2 separate regions of the Mus musculus genome follow, and region 1 is linked to region 2. The links are chromatin contacts, called in public Hi-C maps. All regions are on one chromosome and are shown on one strand. The core of a region is the stretch at or near the end of the contact, and the rest is flanking DNA. Distances in the headings are between cores, read along the strand shown.

The links. Hi-C and Micro-C count contacts between places; a contact is called where the count stands out from the background.
Region 1: a contact with region 2 is called in a Hi-C map of bone marrow-derived macrophages, with 19 read pairs. The contact joins two enhancer-like sites. A contact is called at or near these places in 3 of 15 datasets of contacts at CTCF or cohesin (the NIH/3T3 cell line, embryonic stem cells and large pre-B cells), 5 of 484 Hi-C or Micro-C datasets (the G1E-ER4 cell line, the HPC-7 cell line, bone marrow-derived macrophages and 2 more) and 1 of 115 datasets of contacts at active chromatin or transcription factors (Th17 cells).

What each region holds. Positions count from the first base shown.
Region 1 is chr17:8,194,410-8,199,500 of GRCm38.p6, forward strand. Cep43 (centrosomal protein 43) reads left to right here. Exons shown (of 12, transcript NM_201230.5): 12 at 112-2,061. The coding sequence ends at 186. Among named protein-coding and RNA genes, the nearest start is that of Cep43, 31 kb to the left of the region's middle. Within about 2 kb of position 1,487, at least 79 of the 459 cell types and tissues checked have an H3K27ac peak or open chromatin away from gene starts, as enhancers often do. A contact at or near this core is called in bone marrow-derived macrophages and regulatory T cells, where this site is marked.
Region 2 is chr17:7,867,469-7,872,542 of GRCm38.p6, forward strand. All of the region lies in intron 5 of Gm1604a (predicted gene 1604A), which reads right to left. Among named protein-coding and RNA genes, the nearest start is that of AU041480, 33 kb to the left of the region's middle. Within about 2 kb of position 1,368, at least 42 of the 459 cell types and tissues checked have an H3K27ac peak or open chromatin away from gene starts, as enhancers often do. A contact at or near this core is called in bone marrow-derived macrophages and regulatory T cells, where this site is marked.

The DNA.
Region 1 (5,091 bases), core at 237-2,736, 330 kb after region 2:
CTTTAAAAGATAAGTTATATGTTTATAAATATATACGTTTAAATCTAACAATATACAGATTGATTCAGACTTTGCTTATACTGATTTTTCTCTTTCTTTTGGACAACAAAGCTCGATGACCTCACACAAGACCTGACTGTTTCCCAGCTCAGTGATGTTGCTGACTATCTGGAAGATGTTGCATAGACAGGAAAAGGAAGTATTCTGAGCAACAGAGGACAAACGAATCACTGGCTCCATTTTCCTCAGTCACTCTTGCTGGAATGTCCGCTCCTGCTGGTGCCTTGCATTTCAAAAAGACTGCAGATATTTTTAAAATTAAACTTTTCGGTTTAGTAAACATATACTTCCTATATGAGCCATTTCTAGGAGATTCATTCTTCTGAATTTGGTTTAACTGCATGGCTCCAAGGAAATCATCTGTAGTCAGGCTCACTATAGCAAGGGAACCGTGAAATATCAGTGTTAAAGAGCAGAAAGAGGGTCAGTACAGCCATGGTTTGTGCCACTATGTGTCTGTGGCTGCTCCAGGGAGCTCGCCCACTTAGTGTGTATCAGGCGGGTTAGCCCAGAGTTGGTGAACTGACCTGGTAAGTCCATGGTGCTGAAGAGTATCAGTACAAGGTAAATTGATCTATGAACTTTATTTTGTATCTCCTTCCATTTGGAAGGTTTGTTAGACCATTACGGTTATATTCAAGTACTCTGTACTCTTAGTTTTGCTTGTTTTAAACTAGAAATGATTAGTACTCTTAATTCATAGACTTGTCAATAACAGTTACCAGTTAAGGTCACGTTCTTCCTGCTGTCTGTAAGCAGCTATAGTCACAGATTACTTCATTACAGTCGTAATTTATTATTTTTAAAAATGCCTTGAAACATTCAATACCAAAATGCATCTGAAACCATTAAGCAGTGCTTTTATTTCAGATCTGTAAGTTGATTATATTTAAATCCAAATTGGAGTGAAATAGTAGTAATGGCCTAAGACCATGCATATTCAGTTTGACAAACTTTGTATACTGTACATAATTGCATTGTAGTTCTTTAAAAATAAAGCCAATAGTAGAATTCGTGGCAGATCTAATGTACACTGTTTATGTAGTACTGCAGCGATATAGGACAGTGGCGTCTGTAATGTTAAAGTATTGAAAATGTACAGATAGAAACTCAGCCCAGTGCATGAGTCATACCACTAAAATTTGGGACTGTGTGAAACTTAGGTGCATTTTATTTCAATTATGACTATTAAAAGCTACCTTTATTATTAAAAGAGAAATTGGACATCACTGATCCATGGTGAGTGAGTGAGTGAGCAGGTGCTGTGGTTTGTATCAGTGCCACTTTCCAGTCCATAGTGCGTAAGCACATCGACGTTTATCAGGCGTAAGTGTAGAGGAAGTGAAAATATAGTAATAAAGACTCGGGCTCTCTGACAACAGAGTCTGGCTTTTTAAAACTTAAGTGAAACTGAGCTATAATCATCAAGAGGAAGTAGGACAGAAACAGAGGTGTCCTGGAAGCCCTGGGTACTTAAGTTCTTAGTCTGCCCCATGCTTGACTCTTCGGATCAGCACTGGATGAAGATGCTGTCGTCGTCTTGTTAGATAATGCTGTGCCCTGTCATCTCTTCAGTACTGTGGAAGAGCCTGGGGCTGCTGAGCATCTGGAGTCTGGATCAGATGTGTGCCTTAATATTTGGTAGGCACTCCAGTTAGTGAACTGGCCTGCAAGCATGGCAGGATGTGGCTTTGTATATTTGAGGAAGACTTTCCAACAGTCAAATGTGAAATTTGAGACTTTCTATTACCCAGTGACTGACCTTTTGGTAAGTCTTGAGAGGGTGGAAAGAAAAAGCAGGCTTCAACTTTGTGGTCAGCACTACATGCAGGTATTGAATACTTCTAAAAATGTGAAATTCAACAGGGAAGAAGTGGTTTCTACAGTATTCCTTGCTTAGATATTGTTAACCTGTTAAACCTTAATGTGTGAAATGAATGACAGGTTCTGCATGTAATAAATGTCTCTTTGAACAGTGGATTAAAATGTTGGCCGGCAGTATCCTCCATTTTACAGTGTTGGTTTTTTTGTTTTGTTTTTGTTTTTTAAATGCTCTACTTTGCTTTGTAAAATGCCATTTCATTTTGATGAGCAACCATCTTGCCCCTCGTGTACTACAGCAGCAGATGGTGCTCCTGCCTCCCTTGTTCTTCGTGCCATCTCAAGCCTCTGTTCACTGTCCTAGAACTGGGTCCTGCAGGCCCCCAAGCTTCTGCACCCCACAGCTTCTCAAGGTGCTTGTATTCACCTTTCCTTGTCTGAAATGGCTTCCTCGCAGCCACACAAGGGTGATTTTCAGTAAAAATGTCACACTAGACTAAGTACTCTCTCTCCACTTAGGTTTATCCTTGTGTTTGATTTCTCTGTTGTGGGAGACATGAACAAATGTCATTCACCTAGATAGGATACCCAAGAAACCATTCAAGTCTGGTTCGGTGAACTTGTCGGTTTATTGGGGCTAATTACAGAGCCCACACCAACTCATGTGACTACTTAGATCCAGCATCCCTAGAGCATCCTAACCAACAGCTCGTCTGAGGAGTGTCCTTGGCAACTGTGCACTGCATATCTAACCTTGGAGAGGGAGTCACTAGACTTGTAGCTTCCTAAACTTACCGAGTTTACAAGTTTCTGTTGCATTTGTGCCTGCCTTCTCCCTGCAAGAGGGAGTGTTTGAATTGGTGGGAAGTAGTCACACAGCACTCATTCTGGAATGATCCATGTCCCTGGATGTTGTCTGAGCACCCCAAAAGAGCAGGAATTGTGCTAAAATCTAATTTAATAAGAGCATTTGGACCCTAGTATAAACTTAAAAATGGGTTTTGCAAGTACTGCAGAATGCAGGGACTGTTTAGTGGCCAAGCAGCGCCTCCTAAGCTCAGGGCTACATTTTGGGATAGTGTCCCTGCCAGCCTGGAGTCTTCAGATGGGGTCGTTAGGTGCAGGTTTGATTCTGGAGGTTGACAGCTCCTCAGACTGAAGGCCAAGTGGACATTTCCCAAACATGGAGAGCTCCTCATAGCCCTGGTGTCCTCGTTGACATAAAGGAGCAGCTGTCCTGGAGAGGTGTGCAGTGCCAGCCCTGAGTACTGGACTAGGACCATGGTGCCCTGCCTGTGCACATTAACAGGCCATGCTGCCAGCCCCTGTTGTAGACAAAGCCTTAGTGGGGAGATGGAGTCCAGAGGATGAAGTCACACCCGTCAAGCTAGTTAGATTTGAGTTGACGACTTCTACCTAAAACACATGGCTGTGAACAAAAAGTGATTGATTTTAATTTTCCCCTTATTTTCATCTTTTGCATATGGATACTTTGCCTGCTTATATATCTATACTAAATGTATGTAGTGCCCATAGAAGCCAGAAGGTGGCATTGGATCCTCTGGGACTAGAATTAAAGGTGCTGACGTGATGTACCATCATGTAGATGCAGAGACTTTAACCAGGTCTCCTGGAAGAGCTCTAACTGCTGAGCCATCTTGCCAGCCCTGTGGTTTGGGTTTGTTGTGTTGGTTGGTTGGTTTGTTTTTCCCCCTTTTACATGGTTTCCTGATGTGTTACTTGGGGAGAATTCAATCAGTACACGCCAGTCCTTTTTTTTTTTTAATTTAAAAATTTTGATTAAATAAAAAGGAAAAAATAAGAAACAATTGAAAAAACTATATACCTACATGGACTTTGAAAAAGAGCAGGCAGTTTCCTGGCAGAGAAAATGGCATTAAGATAATACTTTTTGACCTGGCTACTATGTGCAGTGTTAGCTGCTGTGATCTGTAACAGGACACACATAGCCACAGCCAATGGCCTGTGTCACAATCATCTGAGCTGATTTAACTCTGAAAGTACATTGGACATTTCCCCAAAGTTGGAAATTCAGTATTCATTGGATCGAGCTAAAGTTCCCAAATTATATATCAATCTGCTCTGTCTTCATTCACCTGAAATGAATAAATACATGCTGGAAAAATTATAAAATCACTCACCCTGTCACCATTAGGATTTATTTATTTATTTGTAATCTTGACTCCAGGGTTAGTAATTGGAAGTTACTTTATTAAAACAGGCATCTCAAAAAAAGTAACTTGTTTAAAAATTGCCTCATTTGCCTCACTGTCCAATTTAAGAAGGAAAAACAATGTTGACATTAATCCCACATTGGGTTAAAAGTACACGCCAGTCCAGTCTTAAGTGCTTGGAGCTGCAAGCCCAGACCACTGTGCCTGGGTCTCAAGTGAATTTGAATTCTAAATCCAAATTGGGCTATATATTCAGGGCTGGAAGGTTTGGACTAACAAGATGTATCACAACCATACTCATGAGCTTACAGGTTGAATTCAAAGAATTCTATTTACAAAAAGGCCAAACGTAGAATAGTTGGGAAACTTGGCCAAAGGCCCTCCTATAACTGAGGTCAGCACTAAGGTGGTCACACAGAAAATTCCGGCTGGGTGGGAAACAGATGTCCCTGGGTAGGATCCTGCAGAGGAGGTGTGGTTCCCAGGAAGATGGTTTGTGGATGGAGCTTAGATCCGTAAGACCATTTTTTAAACCTTAAAAAGTCTTGCTACCAGAAGAACGTGGGACTCCGGGCCAGTGAGGTTGAGCAGTCTCACCATCTAAAGTTATACTGTAATCCTGCAGGGTAGATTCTACTTGCAGACCAAGGTTACCTTCTAAGGTTCCCAGATAGCTTCTAGAAGGTTGTGCTGTCCAAATCTGCCTGCTTGCCTGCACGCCTGCACAGCAGCTGTATGGATTAAGGTTTGTTTCCTGCAGGCCTGCTCCCCTTCCTGAGAAACAGGAACCAGAATGAGGAAGGTCCTATAGCTGCCTGAGTCCATGCTGGCATGCGGATGGTGGGTAGACAAAGACACCCAAGTTGATTTTAGCTTGCAGTGTCTCAGCTGGGAGCATGGTTGTCTCATACCTGGCTTCAAGCAGCATACCCGTCTCACTCCGTATTCTTGCTGTTTTAACCCCATCTTCCTCCACCCCCAGCCTCTGTTCTCACTGCAACATGCAGGCAACTTG
Region 2 (5,074 bases), core at 118-2,617:
ATCTGACCCTGTGATGGCGCTCCTTACCTGTGCCAGCAATGTGCCACCGCCCTCAGGAAGTCAGCCGAGGCTTCGTTACCCTCGGTAACCTGTGTATCTACATACATCTCTATATATCTCATATGTGTGTGTGTATATATACATCTATAATATTTCATGTACATACATCTCTATATATCTCATATGTGTGTATATATACATACATCTATAATATTTCATGTACATACATCTCTATATACCTCGTATATGTGTATACATACATCTATATTTCACATATGTACATTGATATGGATTTCATATATATCTACACACTGAATGATGTGAATGTGTGTTCTGAGTCGATATGAGTATTTAAGATGAGCATCAAAGAACCTGTGATGGCCAATGGCTAACACTGGAGGGAAATTGTAACCAAGGAAACTGACATAGCTTATTAAATTATTGTTGTGGATGCTTCTGACATGGTTACACTCATGGCAATTCTCCATCTACCCCTTACCAATCGATCCTCCAAGCAGACAGATATCCCTGACCCTGCATCACTGGTGTGAGTGCTGGGGTACCATTGATCAACGTGTTTATTCTGGTTTAGGCTAACTCCCTTCCAGCAGGGCAAGGGGTAAGGAGGAGAGAGCGTCACACATGTTACATGGATGATCTGAGAGGTGCTTACTGAGTTACCTGGGTACTTTTGGCACCGTGTGGATGTAGCCCCAAAAGGAATCACCAAACATAAGGGAAAAAAAAAATCACAAAAGCAGCAAGCAGTTATTTACAATCTTCTCGATGGATAGCCCTAAAGATGAGATTGTTAAAGTGCTCACCTGCCCCAAGCAGGACAGACATTTGTCCCAGCATCTGAGCATTCAGCACTCGCAGGTCAGATGCTGCCCACAACAACGGAGCTCAATAGTCTCGACATTTCCCAGAGCTCACCTTGGGCAGGGATACACCGGCTACTACTGCAACGAGGTCCTGGGCAGTGAGTGGGTCACACAGATGGTGAGAAACTCAGGAACCCCAGAACTGATCTCGATGAAACCAAAGCCTCGGTTCTTACCTAAAGAAAGCCCTTTGCATGGGGGGAGTTAGATGAAATTAAAACGGCATGACTGTGGAGCCAAGAAGAACACAGACGCTACTCCTGGCAGTGGGGCACATCGAGAAGGCCAAAGTGGCTTCAGAAGAACTACACTGCAGCCCTCTTTACCCCGGGATTCTCTCAAGGCCCCATTCCAGGCTACCTTCAACACCAATTCATGTCTACACAGGCAGAGCTGAGAAGTCAGCAACTCTGAAGATACAACAGAGCCCACTGCTGCCTGTAGAGGGCGACCTTGCTCTTTCCCCCACGGAGAACTCACCGCTGGGACAACCTCTTTCCCAGCCTTGGGAGCCCCCAGTCTAGACAGGTTCTGCTTTTGCACAGCTGTTGGGAGCCCTTACAGGAAAGCCACTGCAGTCTGGGACAGAAACAGTCTTCCTTGCTGTCTCTCCTCCTATAGAAATTAAGATCATGCAGTGGAGAAGTCCACACCACCCTCCCCCCCCCCCCATTCCCAGCAGCCTCTGATCCCAGGACATCTGTACAGGGTGGGGGTGAGGGGCATAGACAAGGAAAAACCTGAGGGCACCACCCGATCTCAGTGGCAGAAGTCTCTAGGCGGGGTGCTTCTGGTAACTGAGGCAGGATGGAGGGATAGAGAGATGTTGGGGCACTGATGAGAGGAAAGGAGGGAAGAGGAAGAGAGACTGCAGAGGACAGACTGGTGCATTTAAGGATCTATTTGAATGAAGCCTTATGCAGTGGAGACCTGACTGCGGTCAGAGGGCCTGGGGAATGCAAAGAGGATGTGAAAGATGGGGTCGGATTCTCTGGGACAGCGACAGGAACTTCCTCTCCTCAGCTACCACTTGTACGCCATGTTCCCAAAGCTCCCCAGACAGCAGAGAAATTAGAGCAAAAGTCTGAGTGAGGCTTGGGAGTCAATAAAGTCTCTACGAAGGTGTGTGGGTCTACCTGGGGTCATAAGCACTTATCGTCACTTGGGAACACCCCGCTCTCTTCTGCATCTCACAGGGAACATGGCAAATCCACAGAAGCTCTTTCAGGAGAGGTGAACAGGAGAGATGGTTCAGCAGTTAAGAGCATGCACTATTCTCAAAACGGCTCCAAGTTGGGTTCTCATCCCAGGGGCTCAACCACCTGTATTTCTAGGAGATCTGACGGATACATAATTAAGAAATAAAAATGATTTGGTTTTTTTTTAAAATGGGATTAAGGTTAATTTCAATTTACTAGCAAGGAACCAAATACTTGAATATATAAATGTCATATGTCCCAGGATGTCTAAACCTCAGGCCAGGGACAACTGTAGGTCAACACAAAATCATAAACCTACATAAAATGCCATGAGGAAAGGGGTTTTGTTTGTTTGTTTGGTTTGGTTTTGGTTTTTGGTTTTGTTCTTTTGTTTTGTTTTGGGGTGCTTTTTGTTGTTGTTTTGGGGTTTTTTGCATTTTTTTCAATAACTGAATTGTGCTTTTCTTGAGCTTGAACGTTGTAGATTACAACACAGCCAGAGAAGCCAAAAGGGTGGACCCGGGACATAAGGTGTTCACACTTCAAAGGCTTCAAGGTATCTGTAGATGCTACAGTGCATCACAACTACTGTGAAGACCCCTTCCCTGGGGAGACAGAGACAATATCACCCCTCCCCGTGAGGTCCTAACAACACAGCAAAGAACAGATTCTGCCAGTGTCCACCCTGGTCAGCTAAAAAGTAGGTTGGGGTTCCTCAGAGAGCATGGATGGGAGGAGGATTTACTGTAGCCACATGCAAATTCTTTGACCAGCATGGATGATGGCTTCCCCATAGCTGCCTAGACGGGGCCCCTTTCATTTCTGCAGCCTACAAATCTACAAATTCTGTTGTCTCCCAAGATCAGGATGTCTCTTGCAATTAAAGCAGAATTGCAGACGAGAGGCTTGGAGGAGTGGATAGGCTCCCGTGACTGCCAGCCCCTCTACTCCGGCCCCAGAGAGAATGGGAACAGGCTATAAATGCTGTAATTATGGATTCTTGCAAGCAGGCGCAGCTGATCTGATGCAGCGGGCAGCTTCTCTGACCCGAGGTTCCCTGACATCGTTCTACAACATAAGCTAACATCAGTAGGAAAAAAGGGAATTGAGGAGTCAAGCAATGTTCAAGAACCAAGGGACACTAAAGTTACCCAGCTGCTGCTTCTGGGGTGGACTCAGTGCCTGTCCCCATAGCCAGGCTCAGCTTCACCAATGCTGTAGGGTGCAGTCTGTAATTAGAGGGTAGAGGCTCTGAGCTCTTTAGTTTCTAAAGATACCTAAAAAAGAAATCTGTCTTGCCAAGTGGTCTGTGTGTTTCCTTTGAGCTCACGGCCATGCTATGACATAGCAACTAAGTACAAAATTCTGCAGACTTGAGCGCAAGGGAATCAGGCTGGAGAAGTAAATGGCCTCTGGCTTAAGTCCAAGCAAATGGCATTCTGGATCTCCTGGAGGAGCGGGCAAGCCACTGACCTCTATTTAAAAAAAAAAAAGTTCCAAGCACAATAGCTCCCTGGTGATTGGCTGAAGGTTCTACTGTTTGCTTCAGGGGCCACAGCACCCTAATGTCAGTGGTGACCTTTAGTGACATTTAAAGAGTCTGGGTGAATCACACTTTGAATCCTGACCAAAGTTAGCTGAGATTTAGCTTCATAGATGTACCTGATAGATTGACTTTCAGACTGCCGATCAAACAACGATCTAGCTGGCACAGTGGTTGACACTAGGGAGGTAAAAACCAATATGTCAAGGAGTGTCCCCGTATAGAGACAGGTGAACAGTCACCACAGGACAAGGAGATGCATGTTAGAGACAGAGTGCTGAGCACTCTAAGAATAAGGTACCAGGTGAGCCCTCAGAGTCTCCAGCAGGCAGCAGAATTGAGTTAGGTTCTGATAAACCAACCAGAGTTGGTCACTGTAGAAGAGGGTGCTCCAAATAGGTGGGCAGCCTGTCCTAAATACCATGACACTTCAAAGCACACCAGAAAATGCCATTTGACTTGCTCCTTGACAGTCCCCTAAGAAGGATAAAACATCCCCACCCTGGGCACAGCATGTTACTTATACAATCATGAGAGTCCTATAAAAATGGTAAAGCTTAAAACATTAAGAGGGGCATCAGAGCCCTTTGAGAATCAGTTGCACATGAGTGCACACGTGTGCACACACACACACAAACTCAGGGGGAGGACCCCCTGCCAACATATCCTTTCCAAAGAAAGCAAAGTATCACAATGTCAGATAAGGGGCTGCTACCTCCGCTAGAGCCTTCCCGTGCCTCCCACTTGGCTTCTCTTCCCAAAATTTACATTACAAGCCTTTTCCACCAAAAGACTCCACTGGGAAGTGAAATGTCACACTGTTCAGCCCACCCATGCCCGGCACCCGCACAGGCTAGACCTGCACACACTCCTATGCAGGCGACTGGGTTTTGTTTCCTGCCACTCACGCGTGTGTGGGTGTCTGCTAGCCCGGAGGTATTTCCCCTGAGCCAACCCACCCCATAGCAACTAGGGGCTGCAAAGAGAACATTCCATCTGGCCTTAACACAAGTGGGAGGCTCGCTTGGTGGCAATGAGCGGAGGCCAGCAACTGGTATCTCAGACAGGTTAGATTCAGTGTGCAGTCCAGAATGATGGTCTAGTCCTTAACCTTCCCTCATTCATTCTGTTGCCCTCTTCTCTGACCTTCTTTACTGTCTCTACACAAAATTAAGAAGCCCTGTCCCATTCCAGAGAAAAATGAACACTGAAATCAAGTAAGGTGTGAGGGTCAAAGTGCTTTGAATTCAGAACCATCTAAAAACCATGCATCACTACAGAAAATCACATTACAGAATAAGTAGCATTCTTGGACAGGAGAGGGGACACCATTTTAATAAAAGATCAAAATATCAACAAAGTAAAATATATCTTAAAGCTATACCCAGTCAGGAGTGTCATTGATGGTATCGTAACTATGTTTGTCTTTGAGGTCACCAGACATCACT